2 separate regions of the Mus musculus genome follow, and region 1 is linked to region 2. Evidence: chromatin contacts called from public Hi-C data. All regions are on one chromosome and are shown on one strand. Each heading gives the region's core, a stretch centred on a gene start, on an enhancer-like site or on the middle of the called end of the contact. The rest is flanking DNA. Distances are from core to core; before and after follow the strand shown.

Evidence for each region. A called contact is a pair of places that touch in the nucleus more often than the background predicts.
Region 1: a Hi-C map of B cells shows a contact between it and region 2, with 4 times the contacts expected there. The contact joins two enhancer-like sites. A contact is called at or near these places in 1 of 15 datasets of contacts at CTCF or cohesin (the NIH/3T3 cell line), 10 of 484 Hi-C or Micro-C datasets (B cells, CD4 T cells, CD8 T cells and 7 more), 6 of 115 datasets of contacts at active chromatin or transcription factors (bone marrow-derived macrophages, double positive thymocytes, large pre-B cells and 3 more) and 2 of 9 other capture datasets (adipose tissue and liver).

The regions. Positions count from the first base shown.
Region 1 is chr15:67,095,574-67,101,513 of GRCm38.p6, reverse strand. No RefSeq gene overlaps it. Among named protein-coding and RNA genes, the nearest start is that of Gm31342, 59 kb to the right of the region's middle. Within about 2 kb of position 2,498, at least 16 of the 459 cell types and tissues checked have an H3K27ac peak or open chromatin away from gene starts, as enhancers often do. A contact at or near this core is called in B cells, where this site is marked.
Region 2 is chr15:66,790,598-66,796,547 of GRCm38.p6, reverse strand. All of the region lies in intron 41 of Tg (thyroglobulin), which reads right to left. It overlaps Sla (src-like adaptor), which reads left to right. Exons shown (of 9, transcript NM_009192.3): 4 at 2,768-2,867; 5 at 4,237-4,323. Among named protein-coding and RNA genes, the nearest start is that of Sla, 38 kb to the left of the region's middle. Within about 2 kb of position 3,342, at least 31 of the 459 cell types and tissues checked have an H3K27ac peak or open chromatin away from gene starts, as enhancers often do. A contact at or near this core is called in B cells, where this site is marked.

The sequences.
Region 1 (5,940 bases), core at 1,249-3,748, 310 kb before region 2:
CCAAGCAGCCACACGGTGGCAGCATGCTCTAGTGGGTCCCTGAGGACCCTGGCTTCCTTCCTTTGTCCCCTGTACTTCTATTTCCTCATGCTGGTCTTAGGCCCGAGTTCCTGGAATGTACATTAGCAGAAAAGCACTAGGGGTTTCCTGGCACCTCCTGCATATAGTGGCCTTAAACAGCACCCAGCCCTTGGGACATCCCATCTGACCACAATGTCTTGGAGAATGCAGAGTCCTCAAGGCTGCTCCTGTGTTTGATATAAGGTATTTCAGCATCAGTGGATTTTGAAATCATTAAAGAGCTAGCACAAGTCCCTTGATACACAGGTATGACTGTGTCCTCAGAGGCCCATCCCTTACTACATAGTAGTGGACTTTAGAGGCCCAGCACCCGCACGCTGGGAGAGCTAAGCAGGGGTTGCTGGGGAGGCATTGGCCTCTGCTTCAGCCTCTCGTACTCACCACGGGTATCCCTGAGGATGTGGTTGAGGTACTCCTACCACCATAGGACTTTCTCCTCACTTCCCACCCCTCAGGTCCTACACGGGGACTGTCCAGGGCCCGAGCCAGAAGGTAAAGTGAATCCGCTGCCACGTGCATTACTAAATTATGTCGCCCTAGTTCTCAGTTACCTCACAGAGACCGGCTGTTGCTGGTTCTCACATCTAGAATCTTGCAAACTTTCAGCTTCAGTACTGCAGACTAAGGTGGACAGACACACACACACATAGACACACACACATGTGCACATATACACACACATGTGCACACATATACATATCCAAACACATACACACAATACACACACTCACATTCCTATACACACTCACACATATACACAAATACATACACACACACACACACACACACACACTCACATATACATACACACAATACACACACAAACACACACACACACACGAAACTAAATGAACACTTCAGATGGTCAAGATGACAAAAGGGACCATCCATAGCTCCTTGCAATGCTAAGCCTTACACTCTAATCTATAGCAGAAGAGAACATACTTAACTTCCACTGTTTGCTGATTTAGCTTCTCCATCACTTCAACTGGTCCCTGAAGCAGGTCTAGGATTTATGTCTGAGATGTTTTGTCACAGGAGTAGAGCCTGATCAGGTGAGTCTGGATCACAACTGCCTATAGGTGAAGGAGTGATCTGAGGAGAGACAACTGTGCAAGAAATAGAAGAAAGAGCTAGAGAGGCCACCAGTCCCCAGGGATATACATGAACGCAGTGGGACATGGAGGACCACTGTACAAGCTGAGTCAAACCACATCGACCCACCTGCAGTTCACCAGCACAGGGAAACACAGGCAGCCAAGTGGTGGGGTCAGGCTATTGAGGCCAAGCAGTTGGGTTGCATACAGCACAAAGATAGTGCCAGAATCTCTCATGGGGGAAAATGATGGTGGAGTCCTTTTCTGGATGGTGTCATTGGACAACAGAAAGGATGGGAAAGTGACAAAGGTCAGGGCTGTGGGTGCTCTGGACACTGCAGGTGTGGTCCACAATCAGGGAGTCAAGCCATTTCTCTCCGGTCCTCTTCCACTTAGCATAGGTGTATTCCTTGCCCATGGCAGACCTAAAACAAAAGATCTTGGTTTCTTCTTTGAGCTCTCAAGTCAGGGTTCCATGAATACTATTGAAATGGAAAGTTCCATGGGCTAAGGGCTTCTCAGCCTTAAGCTCCTAGGTGCAGCCTCCTCTCGTGGCCTCCTTGGCTGCCTCTGGACTCTGAGACACACTCTTCCTCCATACTTTCCAGCATTTGGACTAGCTTTGTGAAAGCATTGCCCCAAGCAAGAAGCTCAAGTTGACTGGGTCTACTCATGGATGAAGAGTTTCTTCCCTGCAGGAGGAGCTCTGGTTGGAACAAGGGTACCCATGGGTCCTTGGAATCGGTGATCAAAGCCTGCATCCTCTATAGATGGACCTCTATAGAGTAAAAGGGATGCCACAGTTTGTGCCACGAGAAAATGCAGGCTTAGTATATTCTTCATCTAACAGAAGACTATCAAGGGCAATGGGTACTGCAAATGGCTGTGGGCAAGAATAGGACTCTGCCAGGAGAAGGTTGGAAGCCATGGTAACAGATAACCAGACAGCAGTAACGCTCATAAAAAAAAAAGTATTGCTTTTGGCCTCATATGTATTAATTTGATGAGGCATAGCATCTTGAGGAAAAGAAGCAGACTCAGGCAGACATGTAGTGCGTCAGAGGGTAGAGCTAGCAAACACATCAAAAGTGAGGTCTCGGTCACTGTGTCCTGAACACTGATCATGACATTTGGTACCTGGGGGATGAGAACTCTAGGTGGTGTTCCTAGCACAAGAATTCTAGACATGAGCCCTACACAGTGGTTTGAGCCAGGAAAGCAAAACCAGCCCATGGCTGCCCAGTTTCTTCTGACCCCGTCCTTGGCTTAACGGTGCTAGCTGGAGTGTTCATGGGTGGTGGCCACCAGAGGGTGCAACAGAGCCATCTTAGTCAAGATCTCATGTCTGTTTAGCTGAAAAGCAGAAGCTTTTGAAAAGGCACACACCTGTGAACAAAGTCAGACCTTTAGAGGACTTTGCTATAGACACGAGCAAGCCCAACACCTTTCCAATAAGATCGCTGTCTCTGTCACTCACCTGAGTAAACCAGTCAAGAAAACAGGCCCAAAAGGGGACAGCCAAAGTCCCCAGCCAGTGTGGACAGGATAATAAATGTTCTCTTCCCACGGTTCACATGAAACCCAGGTCCACTGGAAACCTAGGACCTGAAACTTGTTCTTGGTTATCTATTATTTCTGAACTGTATGCCTATGAGAGAGCTTGATCTGAATCATGGTTTATTAATCTGTAAGAGGGTATTAAATGACATGGTAGACATGAAAAATTGTGCCAGCCATTTTCTGAGATTTTCTATGTGTCTAACATGTATTATGTTCCTCCTGAAATTCTCCCAAGAGACTGAGGTGGCAGTGGTATCTGCACCATACCTATGACTATAATGCTATATGCCTGTGGTCACCCTGTTCATAACTCCTCAGCCAAGAACAAAGACCAGAGCTGATTGTATATCTGTCAGGCCAGAGTAGGCTAATGCTGCAAAAACAAATAAGCTTCAAGTCCCACTAATGGAGAACAAGGCTAGTTTCTTTTAGGAGCAGTTTCAGGGATTTTGTGCTTTCCTTCATGTAGTGACCCAGCCAGTCATGAAAGACATTATTACCAACTTCACCTCCTTCAGCACATAGCCTTCAAGGTCACTGTACAGGAAACTGGTAATGCCTCATAAGCTCTCAAATGTCTCCAGTTAGATCTGATACCCACCACTTCCATATAGGTCCATTGACCAGCAGGAGTTTCATTGCCCAAACAACATCATAATGGGAAAATGAATGGTGGGATAAAAGTTCCAGAATCCTCGAGGGCAACCGGCCACCTCTGCCAAAATCTCTCCTTGATGTCAGAGATCCTGTCCTAGACTTAGAGCCAATTCGTGACAGCTCACCAGGTCTGCTCTGGTCAACCCTGGTTGATCAGAAGGCTTAAAAGATGCAAGCAGTAGGACGGGCTATAGAGAGGCAACCCAGGGGACAGGATGCCCAGCATCAGAGAATAGAGAATGAGGCTGCTCACCCCAGTTGCAGTTGTGTGCAAGCAAAGGCAGAGAGGGCTTGGTGGAGATGCTTGAACATCAGGGAGAATACAATGGAAAGATTGCAGATTGGCCAGAAATCCAAGCTATGCTCATTCCCAGGGACTTCAGGGTGGGTGCTTCTGTGTGCTGACTTTAGTTCCTAAAGTACACACTGGAAGGCTTGAGTACGATGTTTGTATCTCAAGGTTCCATCCAACCATGCCATTCCACTCTCAGAGGTCCTAGAAAGGCAGAGACACTGAACGTGGTTTTTCTTCTGAATGCCCAGCATCTAGCAAAGTACCAGGTACCTGGTTGGCAGGTGTATCAGAATCATGTTGGTTGCCAATAATACTAGATAGGATGGATGTTAACCTGTACTTAGAGCATAAACATTCCAGCCAGGCCTCTGGGTTCCCCTCACCTGCTTCTCACATGCCTCAGGACAGGCAGCCTCACTGACATACACATTTTACACAAATCTAGCATTCCAAGAGATGAGTCGTACTGCCCAGAGCCACACAGCTCAGCTCAGCAGCAGCGGACCTCAATGGGAACCAGGCACTCAGACTCTGAGCCTACGCTGTCTGCCCCTCTCCTGCCACGGTACCCTGGAATAGCTAAATGGTGTACACACCATCAAGATATCTGAAACTGTGTCGGCCACCTCAACACCAAACTCCCAGAGAGAAACTGGGCGGAGTGTGGTGTGAGATCGTGCAAACGGTGAGAACTGCTCTGCCCTCAAGGCCAGGGAAACTGATCTCTAAGTCTTGTTCCACACAGAGTTACCCTGGAGAGGAGCCCCTGGGCTGGTGCATCATCAGAGCACCAGGCAGGCAGGGAAGGCTGGGGCTTCCAAAGAGGTTCATTTTGCAGAAACATACCGAGTTAGGGATGCGGAGATGACTGTGTAGTCCACAGGCCAGATGCACCAAGCTGGATGCTGGGCACACCACCAGACTTCACCAGATGGTAGAGCCTTCCCAGCTGAAGGGCCCGAAGCCCTCTTGTACTTCCCATGGCTTGCCTCTGTCCTTGTTTACATCCTTCTTGAACACCTTGCAGGTCCCTCATCTCCCAACACCACATTCCTGTACCTAGACTGACCAAGGCTCCTCCTTCCTCCCACTTCCCACAAACTAGCAACACTGCTCTTGACCTTTGGAGACAAACTCTCCTCACTTAGGGCTCCATATGCTTCCACCTTCTAAGATGTGTTCTAGCATGTTTATTCTCTTCAACTCCACAGATCCTAACCACACACCTCCTTCCTTCACTGTCCCTGTTTGTCTGATTCTCCATTACAGAACAGGTGTGCCCAGAGCTCAAAGTAGAGACCTGAGAAGTCTCACTATGTCACCTCCTCCCTTTGCCTATCCAACGTCAGTCCGGCCCTTCTGCCACTAAAAGAGACATGGTTCATAACCATACTTTCCATGCCCCTATTCCCTCTGCGTGTGTTCAGGATATTTCTATCTTCCAGTCATATAAAAGCCAACCCATCATCAATCGCTTTCTCTGCTACCTGTCTTGGCACTCACCCATCTGCATGCTGTATATACAGACAGTTGGTCTAAAACACAAGCCAGTATACATCAGTCATTTGCAGCCGCATCTATCCTACATAGCATCTTCTCACTGACCAGGTCTCAGCTCACAGGCTTTTGTACACATGGGATCCAGGATGTCTCTACTTTCTTTCGTAGTTCTTGGCCAAACATTTATATGCAGAAGGCAGAAGTACTACAGGGATGGGCTTCTTCACACCCCATGCACATTTAAGATCTGGTTCCTATCATGTCCTCTAACACCCAGTGAAGAACATCAAAAACAACCTCAGATTCTTTGATATTCCTCCTCTGAAGTTTCCCCTCACTGTTAACAAAAATGACAGGAATCATTGTACTACTTAAATTAGCTCACCAAACTGTGGAAGTTTCAAATTCCTGGTTCCATAACCAGGGTTAGGGTTAGGGTTAGGGTTAGGATATTCTGCACCCCCCAGAGAACTGCCCCAATTTGTATCAAGTAGAGCAGAGAAGAGCCCTCCCCACTCAGACCTGCCTCATACATAGGCTTCTGAGCTAGGGGAAGTGAGAGCCCTATATTTTGGGGCAGTCTTTTACATAGCAGTGTACCAAAAGAGATGGCAAAGTTTAAAGTTAAAGGTGAGAAAAGGACCCTCCTCCCACCATGAATCGTAGCAGGGTACACAGGAAATGGAGCTCTGTCTCCACTCTTGTCAGTGCATCACGGTGACCATTCTAACCCCATGCATAAACCTTCCC
Region 2 (5,950 bases), core at 2,093-4,592:
TCCAGAGGCTGGAGTTGCTGAGGGTAGCAGAGGTGAGGAGAGATCCAGTGTGACTAGGCAGAGGGACAGCTCATGCTGAGGCTCCTAGGTCTGGGAAAGACCTGTCGCTCTCAGCTGAGGGAGCTGAGGGAGTAAGCGGCTGTTTCCTAGTTGGGTAGGTACATCAGGCCAGGAACCATGTGTTTCTGTATCAGGAGCATCCCCTGCCCATCATGGTTACAGAATAGGAAGTTCTTAGTTTGGGTGGGCATGAAAGGCGGCATACCCTCAGGCACCCAGACTCTTGAATGGCAGCCCCAGCAGCTGGGTAGACTTTCAGGGAAGATTTATCTTGGGCTCCTTGATGGCCTGGCCTTCCCTGTTGACCTGTACCTCACTCTGCATTGGTACTTTTACTTATGGTAACCTCCAAGATTGCTTAAGGTTCCTGCCCCAGAGGCTGGCTCTACCCTTATCAGAACTCAGAACTTCTTTCTTCAAACCTAATCCAACTTGAGTGCTGCTTCTCATTTGTGGGGTTGTATCTGGGCCACAAAGAGAAGAGCCTCTTTTTGAAAAGTTTTGTTAGGGCAGTGTTAGAATCATTCAGTCACTGGCTCAGGCCAGCAGTCTTACAGAGCTAACCTCTCTGTTCTGACCCAGCTGTTTCTTGGGAACCTGTATTCCTTTCCAATGACTCATTAGAACACTTACTTTTGGTTTCCTCTTGTAAACATTTACATCGTTTATTGCTCATGACTCAGTTTCCCAAAATGAACAACACATTTGCGTGTGCTATTCCATGGTGATAACTGATTTCTGCTTCATTCACCAATCAGCACTTAGCTGACTCCTGATCTCTCTCAGCTCAGACTGCACAAAAGATTTAAAAGTTGGCCTGTAGGACTTTTAGACTGTGAGAAGTCAGAGCTGGAGTTATCAGTACAGGTCACTACACCACAGAAAGTGGCTTGCTAGGGAGCCAGCCTGCACAGCTAAGTACCAGGGTTCTACTGAACTTTCTGAAGCCAAGGCATACGCAATGGCTCTTATGATCATAGGACCTAGAATGTAGCCTTCGGTAAAGGAGGAAGAGGTAGGCTTACTCATTGCTGCTGGGCTCAGGGTTGGGCCCCAATGAGGAGTCACTAAATGAGTAAGTATAAGATGTAATCCAGAAGAAAGGGTTCTGATGCCCAGCCAACCGGTACAGTAGTAACTATCTTTGCTGCTTTGTAAGTGTGCTGTTTCCCTCAAACGTACCCTAATACTAATCTGCATCAACACATATGGGTTATGGAAAATCACTAAGAATGGGAGCAAATGTTGCTAGGCATTAGGAAGGAGATTTGCATCTTATCATTGCATCTCTTTAGCCAACTGGACTCACATGAACCGAAGAGCACACTTCCCAGTGCAAATGTCGTTAAAATCTCATACATACATACATACATACATACATACATGAGCTCATATTAAGGGGAGGCAGAATGTAGGTCATGTAGAGTGTCAGATGTCAACCTAAAGGATTTAAATTTTAACATACCTACAACAGAAAGTACTCACATTTTATGCACAGTCTCAACCCCACTAAAACCCCTACTGATTAGAGGTATGACGCAGTGCTCATCCACTCCAAGGAAGAAGGGTGTGTGTGTGTGTGTGTGTGTGTGTGTGTGTGTGTTTGTTGTTGTTGTTTTGTATTTTTAAACACAGAGCCTGAGGATCCCTGGAGGATCCTCACAATTGATTAGCCTGACACTTTCCTCCAAGTACCACAGATGTGGGACACACAGGGCCTAAAGAGGGCACCTGAAGAAATAGTACTAAGAATTTTTAAAATTATAATTATATATGTGTATGGTGTGTTTTGATCAGATTCACTTTTTTACTCTTCATGTTGGATACCTTCTTTACAACTAGTCTCTCTCCTTATCTGTTTCTCTCTCTCTCTCTCTCTCTCTCTCTCTCTCTCTCTTTCTCTCTCTCTCTCTCTCTCCCTCCCTCCCTCCCTCCATCTATCTGACTATTGTTGCTCTCCTAGTTTAACTGAAATTGCTTGTCTGTGCATGGATGGGAAGGAATATTCACACAACTCCTCACTGCCCACACCATTAACTCATTAACTGTCAGTAGCACTTCAAGGAGTAGTAGTGCCCTGTAAATCCCTCTAAGAAGGAGTCTTTTCATAGCCTTCTGGGGTAAGGTTCTTTTATCTGTCATCCCATTTTTAAGATGCTGAGGCCTGTAGACACAGGGCAGACCCTGAAATAAAGCCAGATGAAGTGACCCTAGTTTTTAGATCTCGCGACCCCCCTCCTTTTTTTTCAGATGGGAACACTGGGATCAAGGTAGGGCTGTGATAGAAGCAAGATCTGTGGCCACAAGACCTGCCTGAAGGCTATCTTCTTGGGGAAGAGGCCTGGGACACTGGGCGACTGGGAGTAGAGTTTCACAGACACAAGCTAGGAGGCTCCAGAGCAGTGCTTCTCAACTTTCCTAAAGCTGCAACCCTTTAATACAGTTCCTCATGCTATGGGGACTAGCATCCACAAAACTACTTTGTTGTTTTTTCTTAACTGTAATTTTGATACTGTAATGAATCATAATGTAAATATCTGACATGCAAGATATCTGATATGTGACTCACCAAGGGGTCAAGACCCACACGTGAGAACCACTGTTTCAGAGGCACCCCCTCCCCTCCCCTCCCCCACAGCTTTGTCTCTCTTTATTCCCAATTGCCTCCTGTACCTGGTCAGTGAAAACCCTCCTCTTTGCTTCCTAGGACTTGAAAGTGACTTCCTGGCTGTGCTGACTGACTACCCATCTCCTGACATTAGCCCCCCAATATTCCGGAGAGGAGAGAAACTGCGTGTAATTTCTGAGTGAGTGAGCCTCTCAAAACAAGTATGATCCCCTAAACATGACTAACCCATCAGAGTTCCAGATCTAGTCAGTTGTCCAGTTCTACACAGGTGCTGGTCCTACTGTGAGGTGAGAAATTTAGTCCCTGCTGTGGCCTGCCCTCCCAGGACCTTACAGCCTCCAGTGGCACCCTTTGAATATATGGGGTGATGTTATTCACTAGGGCATGCTGGGAGGAGAAGCAGAATCCAAGAGCATTGTATATGATAACAGCAGTGCCTGTGTTCCTGCCATTGTCTTTAAGTATAGGTTTAAACTGCCTATAACACACGCTAAGGGCTCTGTGTACTTCAATTAAGAGTCTAATTGATCTAGACAAGCAAATGGATGTTTGGTTATACTTGAGGGAATAAACGAGTACAGGAAGTTTTTGTTTTTGAAACTCTTCAATCATGCATATCAGCTGAGGAAATGAACTGTTGGTCCCCCAGGGGTGGCACTGTCAGCATGTGAACAGGTTCCCCTGTGAACACGTAACTTGTGGTGAGGGATGTCTGCCGGGTATATATAGGCTTTAAAAGCTAAATTTTGTGGCTGGGAAAATAGTTCTATTGGTAAAATGCTTGCTGAGTTAGCATGAGGACCTGAGGTTAACCCTTGGAACGCCCCCTCCAAAAGTTGGACATGATAGCATATACACCTATAATCTCAGTGTTGAGAAGAAAAAATAAGCCTTACTGCTGGCCAGCCAGTCTAGCCTGCTTAACAACTTCCAAGCTAGTGAGAGGTGCTATCACTAAAACAAAGATGGGGCCAGCTACATGGCTCAGCACGTAAAGGTGCTAGGTGCACAAGCCTGGTGACCTAAGTTTGATCCTCCAGACCCATGTAAAGATGAAAGGAGAGGAATAACTACATAGAGTTGTCCTTTTATTTCTCTATGCATATTATGGTAAGCATTTGCCCCATCCTGAACATCATTCACATGCAGAAATGTACACACACACACACACACACACACACACACACACACACACACAGATGAATACATTCAATGATTTGAAAATAAAACAAGGTGGACAGTATCCCTAGAAATGACAACCAAGATTCACTTTTGGCATTCACATGCACACATGTGACAATCCCAACATACCATCTCTCTCTCTCTCTCTCTCTCTCTCTCTCTCTCACACACACACACACACACACACACACACACACACACACACACAGGAAATCTAAATTTTCAACGGGAGAAATTCAGGTCTAAGAGGTGATGACAGATCATGAAAGAGGTGTGTCCCAAGGGGCAATGAGCTAGTTTGATGACTACATCTTTGGCTTTACCATTTACACATGCATATTTCCTTTTCTGCTTTGTCCTGACAGTGAAGGGGGCTGGTGGAAAGCCATTTCTCTCAGCACTGGCCGGGAAAGTTATATTCCAGGGATATGTGTGGCCAGAGTGTACCATGGGTGAGTATACATCTTAAAAGTACCATTCAGCCATGATGTGTATGGGTGACTCAGGTGATTAAAAAAAGCTCTAGCACTGTACAGTGGAAAGAAAGCATTGCTTAAAGGGATGGTTTTACCCCATCCTTGGGGTAATATTTCCCACTTTCTAGGACTTGATTCCCCAGCAGTAAAATGAAGCAAGTTGGGACTTCTTACTCAGACATAGTATTCCTACCATACCTGAGCACTCTAGGACCATGTCTAGGAAGCAGCCTAATTCAGGGGCTAAAAGTCAGTCTTTGTAAGTTCAAGTCTAGCTTCTGTCACTTCCAGACCATGAGATAACGGGCAAGCTTCTCAGCCCCGTGTATCCTCAGTTGTTCAGCAGAGAGCACAGCGTAGGATGATGGGGGAATGGTACAGACTTACACTGCTGAAGTGGAGGTTCCAGAAAAATGAGGTGGTGCTGGGCAGTACAGCGATCACACTTCTGTAAGCGTTGGCTGTGTTCCCTCCGTAAAGGCAGCCACTGGCAGAGGAGAAGCCAGCACTCTAGGTTCTTTGCAGCCAGGCAGGGGACTCCTGTGAGGCTTTGACACTACCAAACTAACACTCAGGCTTCCCTTCTGTCATGGAGGGGCCTTGGGAATATGACTTAGCCTTGCCAAGCTGCAGGCTCCTCTTCTGTCAAGATACCAAGGCAAAACCTGAGCTAGGTCATGCACAGCAGGGAGGAAACATGAAGCTAACAACTGCCACTGTTCAAGTGATAAAGCACCTGACAGACTCCATTAGCTTCCACTGGGAAGAAAGCATTTGAGCTCTTGGATTCACTATGGGTAATCTTAATCACTTGTGCTACAATGGGGAAGGTGACCAGAGGTGGTTGCTATGGGAGTCATGTCCAATGAGACTGGAGTTAGAAACTGCTTAAAACCAGAGACTTGCTCATTCCTCAGCTTCCCATACCAACATGTCCCTTCATACGGAAGGCATAGGGCAATTGTAGGAGCTGAGGCGGTGAGATGCCAGATGACTAACATAATCCTGGCCCTATCGGTCAGCCCATCAAATAGATGGAAAAAAGAAAGCTAGACACTAGACACTAGAATGTTTAAGGAATTGCATATCCCCTCAGAATGCACAATTTTAGCCTCTCAACTGGTGGTAACTTGGAGAAATTACTTAATGAGTCTGATGCTCAGGCTTCTCTTCTGAGCCTGGGGAAGTTTTGCCTGTGTAGGATATCTAGGTAAGCATTTGCCTTTACATGCTTAACACACTAGCAATATGCTAAGACAATTCACATCCCCACATGGGTCTTGATACTGTTTTATTTTCACAGTTATGAATAGGACTTTATGAAGGGCTTAGGTGTACAAATATTTTCTATATACATTAAAACTAATACATTGTGTATTTTGTCGTGCTTGGGAATAACTGGATAATTTGTAAGTAGGGCATATCCTGGTTCTAGCAAGAAAGTGATCAGGATGTGGAGCCACAGGTAAATGGAACCACTTTTGTACCTGTGGTGTCCTGGATCCTGGTGCTCAGGAGGGCTCAGCCTGTGTGCTTCAACCTCAGCGTGTATGTGCCTTTACAAATAATGCAGGGAGTGAGATGGAAGTTCTACTGTTCTCCA